Linked DNA regions of Gossypium hirsutum: region 1 is linked to region 2. A link is a contact called in public Hi-C data. All regions are on one chromosome and are shown on one strand. The core of a region is the stretch at or near the end of the contact, and the rest is flanking DNA. Distances in the headings are between cores, read along the strand shown. Region 1 holds the start of LOC107887342 (protein PTST, chloroplastic). Region 2 holds the start of LOC107936808 (senescence-associated protein AAF, chlorolplastic).

Region 1 (4,000 bases), core at 1,480-3,979, 210 kb before region 2:
TATATATGAGTATTGGATTGTGATGAGTAAGTTGTGTTTATGCCTATTTATATCAAGAGCATGTTGATGAATGGTATCGTTGTTGCTAAGTGTTTGTATACTTCTTACTAAGATTTATACTTACTCCCCCTCTTCTCTATTTTCTTATAGTGTTGCCTAAATAGCTCGAGGATCAACAGACGTCGGATGCCACGATCACACTATCATTCAAAGCACTTGGTATAGTTAGATTTCTTGTTTTTGTGTATGGCATGTATAGGGCTAGAATTTAATGTTTTGTGTCATTGAGAAATAGCCAAATGTGTTGGCTTGGGATAAATACATTTATTTTTTATAAGGCTATGGATAATGGTCAATGCTCATTTTGATATTTATATAGAAGGTATTATTTTCATGGATGAGTAAAATGCACAAATAAAATGTTGTCCATCATAGTTAGTTTAGCTATGTGATGTGCCCTTGTTTTGGTATGGATTGATTTCATACAGGTTATATAAATAAAGGTGGCAAAGAGGCTTGGTAAATAGCCTTATTTTGTCCACACGGGTAGGCACACGGGTGCGTGTCTAGGCCGTGTGTGACACACGATCCGCCACATTGGCTTGTGATCCAGTGTGTGTCCCCTGCACGTAAAATTTGCTAGTCAGTACGCATAGTAGTAAATGCACGGATAGAGACACGGCCGTGTGTCTCAGCCGTGTGAAAAGCACGGCCCAGCACACGAGCGTGTGCCTTGGCCGTGTGACATTTAAGAATTGCTAACATTAAAAACAGAATGTCCAAGTTTTTGCACATGTACAAGTCATGGCCTTGTGAAGGATACGGGCCAGGGACACGGGCGTATGCCAGGCTGTGTGAAAACTCCTGTAGGTGTGAATTTAGAATTAATTCTGCACGTGTGAGGGACACGGGCGTGTCCTTGTATTGCTTAGGCCGTGTGAGTCACATGGGCCAATAGCACTACCATGTCGAATTGGTCACACAGGCGTGTTGCCCCTCCCACACGGGCGTGTGCCCCTGTGGCTAGTAACATTTTTCAGGGTTCGTGGTAAGACTCGAATCATTCCCGAATGGTTTTAAATGAACGTTTAGAGCCTAGTAGGCCTTTATTATGGAGTTTTCGATTTAGAGTGGAAAAGTTTTAAATTTGACAAAATTTTGATGACTAAGAAACGTGTGAATGTATTTGACCGACTTAGGTAACACCTCATATTCTGTCCCGGCGTAGGGTACGGGTGTGGGGTGTTACCATCAATGAGTGGTAAATCCTTTATTAGGATTGGCTAAAAGTAAATCCCCTGATTTACGAAACTTGTAATACCGATCATGTGTGTAAGGATATTAAATGATGCTATATTGTTTTAGTGTGATCTACGATGCTAAAGCATGCCACAGTTCTGTTATTGATATTGATAGCATGATAAATCATGTTCACTGAGACTAATATATCTAAATGCATGTTAAAGACAAGCCTACTGTTTCTGTTAAAATCAATAACATGATAAAAACATGTTTACTGATACTAAAATACTGTATGCATGATAATTCATGCCTACTATTTTTGCCGCTGATCGCATGTTAAAATCATGCCTATTGTATTGTTTCTAGTATTGTTATAACATGTCATACTGCATTGTATTGGGGTCAAGACGATTTTGAAGTATGGTATTTTGTCAATGGCTACTCTCGACATATGACAGGTAATCAGTCTTATCTCACTAATTTTGAAGATTCTCCTGTTGGAAGGGTGACTTTTGGTGATGGGAAGAAAGGTCAAATACTTGATAAAGAGGCCTTGAATGTTTCTAGCATGCCTCATTTGAAGAATGTGTTGTTGGAGAATGATCTCAAAGCCAATCTAATGAGCATAAGTCAATTGTGTGGTCAATGTATGTTTATTACTTTTACAAAAGACAAGTGTTTTGTTATTACTAAAACTAATGAGAAGATCATGGAGGCTGCTCCCACTTTAGATAACTATTACAAGGTGGTGCAATCAGTCAATTGCAAAAGAGATATTATATCAAAATTAGAGTTATGGCATAAGAAGTTTGAGCCTGAAAACTCTAAGCCAGTCAATACACCTATGTTTGTTAATGAAAAGTTCTACACAAATGCTCAGGGAGTGCTCACTTCTGAGCACTCCCCCAACCACATTCAAAAGAATGATTGACACTCTACTTTATCTCCAAGTTAGTCGTCCCAATTTGGGCTCTAGTGTTGGTATTTGTGTCAGATATAAAGTTAATTCTAAAGAATATCATATCAAGGTAGTCAAATGAATTATTAGGCACGTGCATACTATCTTTGATCTTGGCATTTGATTTATTAAAAATAGTACAATGTACTTAATGGAATACAGTTATATTGATTGGGTTGAGAATATAGTAAATGCAAATATTCGAGTTTTTAAATTATAAGGGTTCAATATGTAACATTTCTTAAAAATATCATATTTTAAATTAATATTACATCGTTTAATTAAATCTATCTCATAAACATAAAACTTTTTCTCAATTATTAAAAAATAAACTAATTAACTGAGTTTACTAACTAATTAAGTGATGTTTAACAAACATAATAACAACTTAATTTAATATCATTCACATATTTAATTTTTAGTAGATTCGGCGCGTGTAAGATTTTGATTCACACGTGCAACATCGCACGTATTCAACTTTGTATGCCAGATGTCAAGTAAAGAAGCCTTAACACGTTTAAAGCTGAACATTCATAAATACTCGTCCAACAAAAAGCTCTCCTCTCCACGGTCTCAGAGCTAACTCCGATTCTCTGTAAGTTCTCTTTTTTATTTTTGTTAATTTTAACATTTTATTTATGTAAATGCTTGCAATCAACTTAAATTTTAGTTCTTAATTTTTTATAATTAATGGATTAATTGTTTTCAATGTGTTTGATTAAATGCCACTGTGGGAGGATTGAAATTTGGAAGCTGTTTCTTTTTCATTGTTCTTTGAAGAAAATTAGGGTTTGAAAGATATAGATTAATGGGTAGGATATCAATTTGGTAGGATTATACTTATTTGATGCTTTAAGTAAAATGATATATTTATGTCTTTTTGTTAATTCCTTTTAAGGGAACTGCAAATATCGTCTGATTTTAATCCAAGAAGATAGGTTTACAAGTAATGAGAATTGGGTCTTGGACTTCATTTTAGTTTTACGCAGGGACAAAGCGAAGTTTATCTTTGGGGGAGGGGGTCAATTAAATTATAAAATTTTAAAGAAGTCAAAGTACAATTTTATCTCTGTATATGCTTGTTATTTTAGAATTTTAAAGGGATTAAACTGAAATTTTTTAATCTTTGGGGGGCCAAAGTGTATTTTTACCATTAAGTTAACTTATAATTTAAAAAACTTAAAGGGAAGCATTGGCATAGTTGTGGCTAGAGTGTCCTGTAGGGTAATTTTGATTTATGTTAGATACATCAGTTCCTCCATTTGGTTTTCTTTTAGTAAAAAGCGCAAAACTAAAAGGTTGAGTTGCATTAATTCCCTGAGAAGTCTGTAGCATTATAATATTCTCTTTTTTGGGTATTCTTCATGTCCGTTTTACAGTCTATGGTCGGGGTTCGTGGCTGTCCCTCCCAATAATGCCTTCTCCAATTTTTGAACCTGGGCCTCCCCTTGGGAATGCAATGTGTCTTACCACTGCACCCAACACTTGTTAGTAGCATTATAATATTCTCTGATTAATGATTCAATCCACTTTCATGTGTAAATGTTTTGAGGTGTGGTGATTGTCACTAATAGAATTATGGCACAGAAGAAACGGTACTGTTATTAGCATTTAGCACTGTGTTATGGTGTCTCAAGTTATATAACCGGGGAAGCAAGTATGAATATAGCTCTGCCCTTTTGGAACTGTCGATCTGTCCCAAGTTTTCATTTTTTTGATGCTCTATTTAGAGATGCATTCATGAACAAAAAGGCTTCTTTACTTGTGACAATTTTTACTTCTACTTTCTCTGATAAATTT
Region 2 (3,911 bases), core at 442-2,941:
TGAACCACAGGGTTCTATGTTTCAGAATAATCATTACCTATCTTTTTTGAACATCCTTTAGCAACCAATCGGACCTTGTAACGAGCAACTGAACCTTCTGGGTTTCTTTTTACTTTGAAAAGCCATTTGCACCTGACTGCCTACGATATGGTGGAAGAGTTGAGAGAGACCATGTTTGGTTTTTCGAGAGAGCACATAGCTCCTCCTCAATAGCATGACGCCACTCAGGAAATTTCACAGATTCATGTATATTTATGGGGTCTTTAGGAACACTAGAAGCTTCTTTCAGAAATGATTTTAGTTTAAAGATTCTAGCTTTCCCTTCAGTCACCATGGGATGAGTGTTTTGTGGAGGATGAGGGGGTAGGAGAGGTGAGTTGGAAGGTATCGAAGGTGTGAATCTGGTGAGTTAGAAGGCAAAAAGGGAGTAGTAGAGTAATCCGGTGTGGTGGAACCATTGGTGTCTATATTTGGCCAAGGTGAAGGTGTAGGGAATGGTTGAGATGATGTAGTAATTAGAGTAAGCGGGGGAATGTGTGGTTTGAGGATGGAGTCAATATGGGAGTGTGATTTGGGTAGGAATGGGGACTGTGGTTGACTAAAGGAAAATACATGTTCCTCAAATCGAACATGCCATGAAACATATACACGACCGTTGGCATCTTGGCAGCGATATCCCTTGTGTTTTGGAGAGTATCCCAAGAACACATATGGGGCATAATGAAATTGCAGCTTGTGAGCATGATAAGGCCTCAAAAATGGGAAACAAAGACACCCGAATGTACGGAGAAACTTGAAATAACAAATTCTAAAACTAATCAATTCTACAACTCAGCAAAAATGATGAGTCATCATTTTTCAAATCTTATCAGGAGCAATTTTAGGATATGCTAATAATATGTGTGGAAACGTGAATCAAACTTTTTAAAATTAAAATTTTAAAATTAACCCTTAATGTTATAAATAAAAATAAAATTGTAAAAAAAATCAAATTATATAATGTATAAATATTGAGGATTAAACTTTTAAGAATTAATACTAAAGTAACATAATATATAAATGTTGAAGATTAAAATTCTAATTACATCAATTTTAAAAGTTGACAAGTTATATTTTCGTTAATAATTTAAAAGTTGATAACTAAAAAAGAAAAAAAATCAAATAGTTTAGTGATTGAGAAAAAAAAATTTATTAATAATTAGGTGAGTATAAGTATAATTTACTCAAAATTAAAAAGTAAATGCTTATCTAAATCTATTTCTAATGTATTGAATACCGACCATTAAAAAATTGAACAATCTATTTATCTCGATTTTTAATAATTGGAGTATCTACTTCAAATCTTTATGCTTACAAGATAATACTTTTGTTATAGGGGATAGGATAAAAAAAAATCTAGGTAAAGATGAACTGGATTTTAAATTTGCTACTACCAAATTACAGAAACACATTTTAATCGGAAAAAAAATAGTGCAGAAGAAGGAGAAGAAGAAAAAAAAACGGTGGCCAGAGAAACAATGTGTTTTATCCAGTGTGGATAAACATGCTCTCATTTGGACCAACAAAGCAAAATAATTTGACCCAAAATAAGCGAAGTTAAAAAATTGAAAAAATTAATAATGGCACCTCCAGCTCCAGCAACCCAATATCCATAACATCTGGCTAAGGCCATAATAATTGTCAGAAAAAGACCATAAACAATTTGTCCTTTTCCTTTAAGATCTCACAATAGCTGCAATCGTTGGATCTTTTGGGGCCACATGCTTTACTTGTGGTTACCATTTCATTTCCCAATTCCTTGCCCATTTGCTCATCTCTCTCGCACATTTAAACCCAACTTTTGTGCTTCGCTTGTCTCTCTCTTTGTTTCAGCCTGTGAAAATCAGTTTGTTTCAACAGGTCAGTATTAACCCTTTTTTTTCTTTGTATTATTGGTTTGATTGTTTATTTTTAGTTCATTTTAGTCCATTTATGGCTGTTTTATACTTTTTTTTCTTGGTGGGTTTTCATTGTTTTATAATTTTCTCCCCTTTTTGGTAAAACAGAGTTCATTTTTCCAGTGAATTTGTGGACTTCTCTATGTGTTTGTGTGTTTTTATTGCTTGATGACAATAGTTGGAACTGAATTATTAGAGAATTGAAATTAATTGTTTCTGATCTATTGATTGCTTCATTCAATCTTCGTCTTGAGCTGTTGGGACATTTGCCAAATGATACAATTACAGTATTCCCGGTACAAGTAACATAATGGCCCTAAGAGTGATAGTGTATTTTGTCCCTTCTACTTAAAAAATGACAAATTAGATCAAATAGAAAATTGATTTTTACATGATTGACAGAATAACCAAAAAGTGAAACATGGTGTATCATGTGTATCTTGTATTGACAAACATAGAGCAATTTTTAATAGTAGAAATGGACATAACAGAAGGGATAGTTTACTCTTTAATCGAACAAACATGGATTAATTTGTTCATTTTTTTTTAGTAGAGAAGATAAAATGTAATCTGAGTACTAGTACAGGCGCATTTATGGTACTTTTACCCCCTACTTTTACTAATAGGAAAACATGCATTTAAGCACCTTGAATCTATATCTTCAAGATTATTACAATACCAATGGTGTCAATTGAGCTAATGCTGAATAGACTATTTAAAGATTATTTTTGTGTGGCCTTGATTTAGATTTTGTGTTTTGCCTATAGCTTTGAGCTGTTCAAAGGGTGTTTCATTGGTGGTGGGCTTATTTTCATTGTTGATCCCTTCCATGGCATTTACTTCAAGCAAGGTCCCAAATGGGTCAGTTGTGACTAAGACTATTGGTAACACTAACCATCGTGGTAAAATCTATCCTATAACTCGAGGGTTTGATCATCGGAGACTGAGAAATACAGGTCTTTTGATGGCAAAGTTGAGGTTTCCAAACGAACGTTTGGGAAACATATATGAAAAACCTGGTGGTTTCGGTGTCACTCGAGGATCTTCCCTGATATGCTTGTCCTCAAGAACTCAAAAGTCTGAAACCGATTGCTCGGATGCATCTAGGTAAGATCGTAATTCTCGATGCTTGAACATAGTGATACTTTTTCGAGTTCATCTTAAACTTATTGTATGGTACTGTTTCGAGCCAGTGCACAGATTGCCGAAGGCGAAGTTGGTCATTCAAGCATGCATGGGAGAACTATACATTCAAGTCCCGGCTTGGCTGAAGCTTGTAGATTCGCTTGTAATGATGCAAAATTTGTAAATGAAAGGGCTCGTAACGACATTGTTTTGCTTTCTCGGTATTAAGCAATCCCTAATATCTGTCGAAATAGCTTGCCGTGATAATCATATGTTGGTATAATATTTGTGGTCATTCGGTAGCTTATTGTTGTGCTATTGTCCTGTTTCCTTCAGTGGAATAATGAGGCTGGATGCTCGTGCTCGTCAGGATGTCGCTATTCTCGGGTCAGGATTTCTTAAACTCGATGGTAAGCTCTTAATGAATTAGTGCACGAAATGCATTTAGCTAACATTTTAACCGAGACGGACTATGCTATGTAGCTAGGGCAAGAGAAGATACAGAAAAAATCGACCGAGGTGTGAAGAAAAAGGCCGAACGTCTTCACCATATTGCCACTGTATGTGTATTTAGTTAGTAAATTCCTTTTTCGTGGGATTAAGACAGATATCACAGTATCCTTGGATCTAATGTTGTAAAGAACCTTGTATCTTTTTAGATCTTAAAAGCCAAGGCCGAATCTAGATTGAAAAAGGCCGCTGATAAACATTGGAGTGACGGTGCATTAGAGGTACTTTTCAAATATTGATACATAGTTTTAATGTCTCGAAAAATATAGTATTCCACTTATAGCAATAAAATATATGAGGTGTTTCCATCCAGGCTGATCTGCGCCGTGCCGATTTCCG

The links. A called contact is a pair of places that touch in the nucleus more often than the background predicts.
Region 1: a Hi-C map of hypocotyl shows a contact between it and region 2, with 2.1 times the contacts expected there. The contact joins the promoter of LOC107887342 here to the promoter of LOC107936808 in region 2. A contact is called at or near these places in 4 of 34 Hi-C or Micro-C datasets (hypocotyl, leaf and seedling).

What each region holds. Positions count from the first base shown.
Region 1 is chrA07:12,105,314-12,109,313 of Gossypium_hirsutum_v2.1, reverse strand. LOC107887342 (protein PTST, chloroplastic) reads left to right here and starts at 2,729. Exons shown (of 8, transcript XM_041117573.1): 1 at 2,729-2,795.
Region 2 is chrA07:11,892,124-11,896,034 of Gossypium_hirsutum_v2.1, reverse strand. LOC107936808 (senescence-associated protein AAF, chlorolplastic) reads left to right here and starts at 1,691. Exons shown (of 13, transcript XM_016869575.2): 1 at 1,691-1,899; 2 at 2,705-3,044; 3 at 3,131-3,283; 4 at 3,399-3,472; 5 at 3,546-3,622; 6 at 3,722-3,793; 7 at 3,886-3,911. The coding sequence starts at 1,761.